2 separate regions of the Pan troglodytes genome follow, and region 2 is linked to region 1. The links are chromatin contacts, called in public HiChIP or PLAC-seq maps. All regions are on one chromosome and are shown on one strand. The core of a region is the stretch at or near the end of the contact, and the rest is flanking DNA. Distances in the headings are between cores, read along the strand shown.

What was found. HiChIP or PLAC-seq counts read pairs in DNA pulled down with a chosen protein or histone mark.
Region 2: an H3K4me3 HiChIP or PLAC-seq map of stem cell-derived excitatory neurons shows a contact between it and region 1, with 5 times the contacts expected there. The contact joins the promoter of IRGM here to the promoter of RPS14 in region 1. A contact is called at or near these places in 1 of 7 Hi-C or Micro-C datasets (stem cell-derived neural progenitor cells) and 1 of 1 datasets of contacts at active chromatin or transcription factors (stem cell-derived excitatory neurons).

Annotation. Positions count from the first base shown.
Region 1 is chr4:148,176,046-148,181,397 of NHGRI_mPanTro3-v2.0_pri, reverse strand. It overlaps RPS14 (ribosomal protein S14), which reads left to right and starts at 3,940. Exons shown (of 5, transcript XM_003310899.6): 1 at 3,940-4,273.
Region 2 is chr4:148,571,202-148,576,279 of NHGRI_mPanTro3-v2.0_pri, reverse strand. It overlaps IRGM (immunity related GTPase M), which reads right to left and starts at 2,212. Exons shown (of 2, transcript NM_001160207.2): 1 at 1,517-2,212; 2 at 61-1,024. The coding sequence starts at 606. The coding sequence ends at 61.

The sequences.
Region 1 (5,352 bases), core at 2,691-5,190:
CCTGCCACATCCCTCTCTCCGAGATGGTAGAGATAATGATCAATAAATGCTGAAGGAACTCAGAGACCGGTGTCGTCGCGGGTCCTCCGTATGCTGAGCGCCAGTCCCCTGGCACTCTTTCTCTATACTTTGTCTCTGTGTCTCTTTCTTTTCTCAGTCTCTCATCCCACCTGACGAGAAACACCCACAGGTGTGGAGGGGCAGGCCACCCCTTCACCACCTCACAGCTCTGCTCAAATCACTCCTCAGCAAGGCTGCCTGGCCCTCTCTGTTTAATTCAGCCACCCACCCCACCCCTTTCCTCAGACCTTCAGTACCCTTCGCCCAGCCTTTTTCTTTCTTCTTCTTCTTTTTCTTTGAGATGGAGTTTCACTCTTGTCGCCCAGGCTGGAGTGCAACAGCGCGATCTCAGCTCACTGCAACCTCCGCCTCCCAGGTTCAAGCTATTCTCGTGCTTCAGCCCCCCAAGTAGCTGGGATTACAGGCACCTGCCACCACCCCCAGCTAATTTTTGTATGTTTAGTAGTGACGGGGTTTCACCATGTTGGCCTGGTTGGTCTCAAACTCCTGACCTCAGGTGATCTGCCCACCTGAGCCTTGCAAGGTGCTGGGATTACAGGCGTGAGCCACCACACCTGACCAACTTTTTCTTCTTTCCACGGGACTGACCACTTTCTAACAAAATAGAAAGCTTACATAGACATTATGTCTGCCCTTCCTTCCACAATGTAGACTTTGAGAGGGTAGGGACCATTGTTTTTGTCACTGATGTATCCCAAGTATTTACAATGTCAGACACATCCTAGGTGCTCAGTGAGTGCTCCCTGAGTGAGTGTGTGAGCTCTGAGAGGGGAGGGTAAGCACACCCCTGTGCTGGCAGTGTTGACAGCGCAGGGGTGCGGTGGGGTGGGGAACGCAGACATGGCAACAGGGAGGTGAGGCCCCACGGAAAGTGGCTGTGCTGCCCCTCCAGCCTCAGCCCCCATTCCTCTTCCCTTATTCACAACACCCCAGTACTACTGGCCATTTTTTAATTCCTTGAGTTCTCCAAACACCTACCCACCTCAGGGCCTTTGCATATTCTATTCTCCCTGCCCAGACCATTCTTCACACCTTCATGTAGCTAATTCCTACTCTACTTTCAAGTCTCAGTTCAAATGCCATGATTGTATCTCAGTGCCTGACAAAGAGTAAGCGTCCAATAAAGGTACAGGTTTTTGGCTGGGTGCGGTGGCTCATGCCTGTAATCCTAGCACTTTGGGAGGCCGAGGCGGGTGGATCACCTGAGGTCAGGAGTTCAGGATCAGCCTGGACAACATGGTGAAACCCCGTCTCAATTAAAAATACAAAAAATTAGCCAGGTGTGGTGGAGGGCGCCTGTAATCCCAGCTACTTGGGAGGCTGAGGCAGGAGAATTGCTCGAACCCGGGAGGCGGAGGTTGTGGTGAGCCGAGATCGTGCCACTGCACTCCAGCCTGGGCGACAGAGTGAGACTCTGTCTCAAAACACAGAAGATACAGGTTTTCAGTACACATTTTAAAAATATATATATTGGGTCTCACTATCGCCCAGGCTGGAGTGCAGTGGTGTGATCACAGCTCACTGCAGCCTTCACCTCCCAGGATCAGGTGATCCTCCCAAGTAGCTGGGATTATAGGTGCAGGTCACCATACCTGGTTAATTTTTCTATTTGTTGTAGAGAAGGTGTTTCACCATGTTGCCCAGACTGGTCTCCAACTCCTGAGTTCAAGTGATCCTCCTGCCTCAGTCTCCCACAGTGTTGGAATTATAGGCGTGAGCCACTGAGCTCTCAAGTTTTCAATATACATTTAAAAATGTACTATTATCGGCCAGGCGTGGTGGCTCACGTCTGTAATCTCAGCACTTTGGAAGACCACGCGGGGTGGATCACCTGAGGTCAGGAGTTTGAAATCAGCCTGGCCAACATGGTGAAACCCCGTCTCTACTAAAAATACAAAAAAAAAAAAAAAACTACCCGTGTGTGGTGGTGTGTGCCTGTAGTCCCAGCTACTAGGGAGGCTGAGGCAGGGGAAGGCAACAGTGAGACTCTGTCTCAAAAAAAAAAAAAAAAAAATGAATAAAAATAAAAATATGCTATTATCATCCCATTTCACAGATGAGAAAACTGAAGCCCAGAGAGGTTACAATTTTTGCCCAAAGACCCATAGCTAATAACTGCAGAAACAATAAATATGTTGATTAAATAAAGTGGAGTTTGAAAGCAGTGACTTTGATGGTTTCTGGGATAAAGATAGGCTTCCCTGTGGAAAAATTTGTCCTGAGGTGATTGTGTGGGCTGCCTTCAGCCATAAGATCAAGGCTTGCTCCCTCCATGAAGCCACATGAGGTTTGGAGGTCTGTTTAATACAACTCTTAATCAAAGCGGAACTCACTCCACAATACTCCAGTCTCTGCTAACATACTGGGAAGCTCATTACTTAAAATAAAAAAGCCCTCTCCTTCAAAAAATACAGACATTTCACAGAAGAGATGCAAATGGTTAAAACAATCCGTAAAGAGATGTTTGACGTCACTCATCATGGAAGAAATGCAATGCAACGAGAAGGTATGTTGAGGCTGGGTGCATTGGCTCACGCCTATAATCCCAGCCCTTTGGGAGACCGAGGCGGGTGGATCACCTGAGGCAGGAGTTCGAGACCAGCCTGGACAACACGGTGAAACCCCGTCTCTACTAAAAATACAAAAATTAGCCGGGTGTGGTGGCGCACACCTGTAATCCCAGCTACTCGGGAGATGAGGCAGGAGAATCACTTGAACCCAGGAAGCGGAGCTTGCAGTGAGCCAAGATGGCGTCACTGCACTCCAGCCTGGGCAACAAGAGCCAGACTCCGTCTCAAAAAAAAAAAAAAGAAGGTATGTTGAGTTTTTCAGTTTAGCAGAGTAAATTTTTTTTTTTTTGAGACAGGGTCTCGCTGTGTCACCCAGGCTGGAGCCACAGGATATATTTATATATTAAAAATATATTTATAATATTTATATAGTATGTAATTCAAAAATACTATATATATTCCATATAAATATTACATATAGTACATAGATAAAATGTATCTACCGCTTGCCTAGCTCTGTGAGGTACACTTCTTGGCCCTTCCCCACAGCTCCGACATATTCTCCCAAGCCTTCAAGGTCCTTCAATATTGTTATTAGAGGCTGGCCACGGTGGCTCACGCCTGTAATCCCAGCACTTTGGGAGGCCGAGGCAGGTGGATCACGAGGTCAGAAAATCCAGACCACCCTAGTCAACACGGTAAAACCCCGTCTCTACTAAAAATACACACACACACAAAAATTTGCCGGGCGTGGTGGCACGCGCCTGTAGTCCCAGCTACTCGGGAGGCTGAGGCAGAATAGCTTGAACCTGGGAGGCAGAGGTTGCGGTCAGCCGAGATTGTGCCACTGCACTCCAGCCTTGGCTACAGAACAAGATTCGGTCGAAATATATACATGTATATTGTTATTAGAGGGCTATGTGGAAGTAGCTATTAAACACGTGGGCTTTGAAGCTAGAATTCCAAACCCTTCTGCAAAGGTGTGCTCTCAGTTAACATCCTTTATCTGTAAGAGGGAAATCAAAATTATTTGATAATGTCTTGAGGAGTAAATGAAGCAATGCATATAAACTGTTTAGCCCAGACCGGTCTGAAAACACATATTGAATAATTTATTCTTATTTTGCCCATTATATAATATGCCAAAGTAAGTGATTACGGTGTGTTTTCCCCGACTATGTTGCCTAGGCTGGCCTCGAACTACTTGGACGAAGCGATCCTCAGCCTCCTGAGTAACTGGGACCACAGGCCGGCGCCACCCTAGCTTTAATTAAGGCCGTTTTGTTGTTGTTATTCCCCTGCTCCACACAAGGGGCGCTGCCGCTCCGAGGCTGCCAGGGCGGGAGTCAGGATGGCGGAAGTCTGTCTAGACACGACCACCGCCATCATGGAATACAGGCCCACCTCACCCCGCGGGTGTAGCCGCTTCGTACTGTCGCTTAGGCCGACCCGCTCGCAGCGACAACCAGCCCTCTACCTCTTTTCGCTCTCCCTTAAGTAATAAACCGTCTTTCCCTATGACGAGTCTTAAACTCTTTGGGAGGAATAATGCCGGCGTCTTCCGGGACCCGACCTCGCCCCGTGACCTCAGAGGTATACTTCCGGGACACGGAAGTGACCCCCCGTCGCTCCGCCCTCTCCCACTCTCTCTTTCCGGTGTGGAGTCTGGAGACGACGTGCAGGTAGGAGGCCCGGGCGCGACAATCGGGGGGCATCCTGCGGCGAGGGGACCCTGTGGGGCTTGGGACGAGAGACGGGGTTCTTTCCGTGGGAACCGAGCTAGGTGCCGGGCAAGAGACGCGCGGCTGGCCCACCTGGATCCTGGCCAACTCGGGATTGAGTTCGTTCCTGGTCTCAGAAGGCCCGTTTTGCTTCAGGGAGGAGCTTGTGAAGTAAGGGTGAGTGCGGGTCCAGCCTTTTAAGGCCTCGGCCCCGCAATACGGCCACGGCCGCGTTTGAGCTGCACAGCGTAGTTGAGGGAACCCGGGACAGACGTGGGCTCCCGCCTCTACCTCGCCAAATTTTTTTCTTGGTGATCGCAGGCCCACGCCTAATCTCGTTTGTTTCCTCGTCTGCAAAATAGGAATAACAATAGCACCGATCCCATGGGTTTGTAGTGATCATTCAAAGAAGGAAAGCAGGGAAAACTCTCGCACTATGTTGGATGCTTCTAAATCTGGGCGATTCTTTCCGTTGCTGAGTCGGGCACGTTGCAAGTTCTGGGCGCTCAGGGCCCAGCACCAATGTTTGCTGTGCGCTTGCCCTGCGTTTATATACTCCTGATGACCACTCTGCTCGTTACTTTAGGGGATGTTAGGAACGGAGAAACTGCAAATTGGCATTTACTGAATGGCCATCATGCCGAAACATACTCATGCTTACGTATTTGAGATATGCTGGAGCCTTTCTATGCTTCTCGAGGCAGAACTTTGGGCTTCTCTCCTGTGGCGCGTTCCTTAGAATAGTTAACGCACTGGGTCGTGCTCATTGGTCTGATTTGAAGATAGGAACATTTAACTTCGTACACCCAAGACTTACACTTGAAGTACTTACTGTGGTCACACATTTAACTAAAGTTTATATAGGGAAGGCACAGGAGAGATCTAGGAACACCTGAGACAGACTAGGGTAGTTATTTGTGGTGTAGAGGCATCTTGGCAGGAGGCAGAGAGTGCTGGGCTGGGAGTCAGGACACGTTGTTTCTAGGTTTGGTTTTGCCACTGTCTTTACTGTGACCATAGGCTGAGGCACTCTCTATCTT
Region 2 (5,078 bases), core at 963-3,462, 400 kb before region 1:
GAAATAAAGGAGAAAAGGAATCAATAGGAGGAGATGGAAAACGTTTAATGAAGACAGGAATTAGAATTCACATACCCGCTCCTTCTGGAGATTTTCCAGGACATTTTCTCTGATCTGCAGTAGCTGCACTTCTGGGAGGGCACCTGTGCTGAGGTCCAGGTCCAGCTTGGTCCAGACAATGTAGAACTTCTTTCCCATGTCCTCAGCGGTTTTGGCAAGCATCACATGATTCATGCTGAATTGTGCAGATGCAACCATGATGAAGTCATACCGGTTGAACTGCATTTCCATCAGGTAGTTCTCCAGGGTTTTGGTGGCAGACCCTGTGCCAGGCAGGTCCCACAACACCACATTTGAAAAGTGGGAAGAGAAATAGGAGGCACATCTTTGGGTAGCTTTTACCAGCCCAGTAGGAGGTGAGGCCTTACCCTCATGTCCTGTGTTTCGAAGGGCACTGATGAAGGTAGACATCCCATTGCCAGAGTGCCCTGCCGTAGTGATGTTAACCGGTGTCCTGGACACTATCTTCAGAGTCTCCTTGATGTTAGAGATCACCTCTGGCAAGTTCCCATCTGCTGAGGCTTTCTCAACATTCATGGCTTCCATCTTCAAGAAAATACCCCAATGCCGGCCAGGCGCCGTGGCTCATGCCTGTAATCCCAGCACTTTGGAAGGCCGAGGCGAGCAGATCACGAGGTCAGGAGATCAAGACCATCCTGGCCAACATCGTGAAACCGTCTCTACTAAAATACAAAAAAATTAGCTGGGCGTGGTGGTGTGTGTCTGTAGTCCCAGCTAATACAAGAGGCTGAGGCAGGGGAATCGCTTGAACCCTGGAGGCAGATATTGCAGTGAGCTGAGATCACGCCATTGCACCCCAGCCTGGCAACAGACCAAGACTCCATCTCAAAACAAACAAAAAAACCCCAATGCTTATGGTGCGGCAAAAAGAGGTTAAGGATGCAGCTAATAGAGTGTGAGGGGCACTCGGGAACTCTGTCGTATCTGTGGGCACTGGAGTAAGCTGCAGAAGTAGAAGAGCAGGTGAGTTAGGATGGACAGGGTACACAGGAATCATCTGACTTTTAGCATCCCCAGCCCTCAACGAAGACTGCAGCAAAGACGATCTTGATTGAGTGTTCTTTGGTTGTTTTTATTCAAGCAATGTGCACATTTCTTCAGGGAGCAAGAAAGGTAAGGTCCCTGAGGAACGCCCTGAGGCCGGTTGTGCCTCCAACAGTCAGCCTCCAAAGCAGGCATGTGGCCATGAGACGGCTTGAAAAGCAGAGAATGAACCAAGTCTCCTGAAAAGCCCAAGAGGTTTTTGTCTTTCCCTCTTTTACTCTATCCTAATATAGGTCTGCTCCTTCACAAGTTTCAGTACATATTTCAAGACCAAGACCAGACAAGTAAAAATGACCTATATATTTCTCTGCTGAAGATGGCGCCAGAGGACATAAAACATCCAATTCCCATTGCTTACTTGAAGCTGTGATCATCCCTGTTTAACACTTACCTCATCAGTCGGGGGAGCACACGTGCAGAGAAGTACCGAAATGCTGCAATATACATGAAGTAAGCCACCAGCCTTTGACGCCCGCGCTTCCATTAAGACTGTCATGTTGGGCCCAACTGAAGTGAGGGAGAGGAGGAGACAGCATACTCAAATGCTCTGCTCTTTTTCAAGGCAGTGATTAGACAATTGCTTATCATTGCATTCGCCAAACCTGGCTCTTGCAGGTTCCACAAGGGGCCAGGTATTTGAGACTGATTAAAAGAAGGTGATGTGATTCCCTACTCCTACCGGAATTGGTGGGTTCTTCCTCTCACTGACTTCAAGAAGGAAGCCACGGACCCTCGCAGTGAGTGTTACAGTTCTTAAAGGCTGCGTGTCTGGAGTTTGTTCCTTCTGACGTTTGGATGTGTTCAGAGTTTCTTCCTTCCGGTGGGTTCGTGGTTTCACTGGCTCGGGAGTGAAGCTGCAGACCTTCGAGGTGAGTGTTACAGCTCTTGAGGTGGCGAGTCTGGAGTTGTTCGTTTCTCCCGGTGGGTTCGTTGTTTCACTGGCTTCAGGAGTGATGCTGCAGACTTTCGCCGTGAGTGTTACAGCTCATAAAGGCAGTGTGGACCCAAAGAATGAGCAGCCTAAGATTTATTGCAAAGTGCAAAAGAACAAAGCTTCCACACCGTGGAAGGGGACCCAAGCAGGTTACTACTGCTGGCTCGGGCAGTCTGCTTTTATTCTCTTATCTGGCCCACCCACATCCTGCTGATTGGTCCATTTTACAGAGAGCCGATTGGTCTGTTTTACAGAGAGCTGATTGGTCCGTTTTGACAGGGTGCTGATTGGTGCGTTTACAATCCCTGAGCTAGACACAAAAGTTCTCCACGTCCCCACTAGATTAGCTAGATACAGAGTATAGATTGGTGCATTCGCAAACCTTGAGCTAGACACAGGGTGCTGATTGGTGTGTTTACAAACCTTGAGCTAGATATAGAGTGCCAATTGGTGCATTCACAATCCCTTAGCTAGACATAAAGATTCTCCAAGTCCCCACCAGATTAGCTAGGCTCAGAGTGCTGATTGGTGCATCCACAAACCCTGAGCTAGACACAGGGTGCTGATTGGTGCATTTATAATTCCTGAGCTAGACACAAAAGTTCTCCATGTCCCCACTAGATTAGCTAGATATAGAGTGTCGATTGGTGCGTTCGCAAACCCTGAGCTAGACACAGGGTGCTGATTGGTGTGTTTACAAACCTTGAGCTAGATACAGAGTGCTGATTGGTGTATTTACAATCCCTTAGCTAGACATAAACGTTGTCCAAGCCCCCACCAGACTCAGGAGCCCAGCTGGCTTCACCCAGTGGATCCTGCACCGGGCCACAGGTGAAGCTGCCTGGCAGTCCCTGGCCATGCGCCTGCACTCTTCAGCCCTTGGGCAGTGGATTGGACTGGGCACCTTGGAGCAGGGAGTGGCGCTCATAGGGGAGGCTCGGGCTGTGCAGGAGCCCACGGAGTGGGGCAGGGGAGAGAGGCTCAGGCATGGCGGGCTGCAGGTCCCAAGCCCTGCCCTGCAGGGAGGCAGCTAAGGCTGGGGAGAAATCCAGCACAGCAGCTGCTGGACCAGGTGCTAAGCCCCTCACTGCCAGGGGCCGTTGGGGCCGGACGGCTGCTCTGAGTGCGGGCCCGCTGAGCCCACGCCCACCCGGAACTTGCGCTGGCCCACAAGCAATGCCCGCAGCCCCAGTTGCTGCCCGTGCCTCTCCCTCCACACCTCTCCACAAGCTGAGGGAGCCAGCTCCAGCCTTGGCCAGCCCAGAAAGGGGCTCCCACAGTGCAGTGGCGGGCTGAAGGGCTCCTCAAGCACCGCCAGAGTGGGCGCCAAGGCTGAGGAGGCTCCGAGAGCCAGCGAGGGCTGCGAGGGCTGCCAGCACGCTGTCACCTCTCACTAGCATGGCCTGGCAGGTCTGTTTCACACACTCATTGTGAACACACACAACACTGCACACAGCCACTCACACCTGGTGTGCACACTCACCCATGCCCAGCCATGTTTACTTACCCCCCAACACACACACACTCTCACTCACCCTCAGCATGCACACATACACTTACTTGCATTCTGTGCACAGGCCCACACATACTCACACTGACACACGTTCACACACCCTAACATACTTAAGCTGACATGTGTAAACATGAATACATACACACATTCATCCCTGTTGCACACACTACACTTGCTCACTCAGGCTGCAACATGTTCACTTACCCCACACACAAACACACAAATTCACTCGTGGTGCCACGTTCACACAAACTTATGTTTGATGCACACATGCTCACACACTGTGCACACATATATACACTCATGTAGGCTGACACATGTTCACTCACCTACCCTCACTCATGCTTCGTGTGCCCAGTGCCCACACACTCTCTCACATGACACATGTTCGTACACTCATGCACACACAGAATCTTGCCTCCTGAGTGCCCAGGACAATGGATTTGTCCAAGTCTTTGGCCCTTTTAGAGGGCCCAGGAAGCAGAGAACTGGCTCCAGCTGTCTATCTATGAAATATGAAGAAAGGCCCTAATGGAGGAGATGGATGAGAGAGGCGCTGTTCTCTGGAATGTATATGAGTCTTCAATTTCTCGGTGCCTCACTTGTCTTGGGAAGATTTTATAACCCACCATATGGCGAGAGCAGCAACTGATCATTGACTTTCTCATGCCAGGCTTCATCTGTGGCTGCTATATAAAGTTTCTCCGTTGTAGCATTAATTATTTTGGTTTACATAAATAACTAGTTTCTTCTCATCAAATGCTACTTAGATATGGTTGCTTTTAGTTAGTCTGCAAAGAGGAAGAGGTAACCTATGGAATCTGGAGGGAAGGAGGCAGGGTAGTTACCAGGTTCGAATGGAGTCCCTCAGCAGCCTAGCAGGAGAATGGAGTGGGGAGGTCTGGCGTTCAGAGTTTTGCCTGCATGTCTCTGCATGGATAGCTGGCAGGCTGGTTAAGGTGAGGAATCGAGCACTCCCCTTCCCCACAACATTATACTGGATAGATGCACAAGGGAGTGGAGCAGGAGCACATGCAGGGTGGGGGATGGGCTTGGGCCTGTGGCGGGGCCATTTTCTAACCCAAGTAGTCCCAGAAACTGTTGCTTCATCAGGTATTAAATGATTGGCATCATATTAATACATACACAGGTCTTGGCATTAACCATTAAACCTTTCCATTAGACTCTTTACCATTGTACCCCTTGTGCCCAGCAGGTGTTTAACATATTTTTGTTTGATTAATAAAACACAGTACACTTTGTGTGTTGTTAACTTACTAATTGACAGATAAGTTAACTTCCCTTTCTAAACTGTACCCACTGAGCACGGGGTCTACTAATATACATCCGATTTTCAAGCACACTCTGCTTGGGTACGACACGGGCCAGTGCAGGGTACTGACTGTCCATGGTGAGTGTGGGAGGTCAGCAGAAAACCCTATAGTTTTCCAGGCTTTTTCTGTGACCATGTCTGTGAACTGAGCCAGCATCTTCAAACCTGTCTGC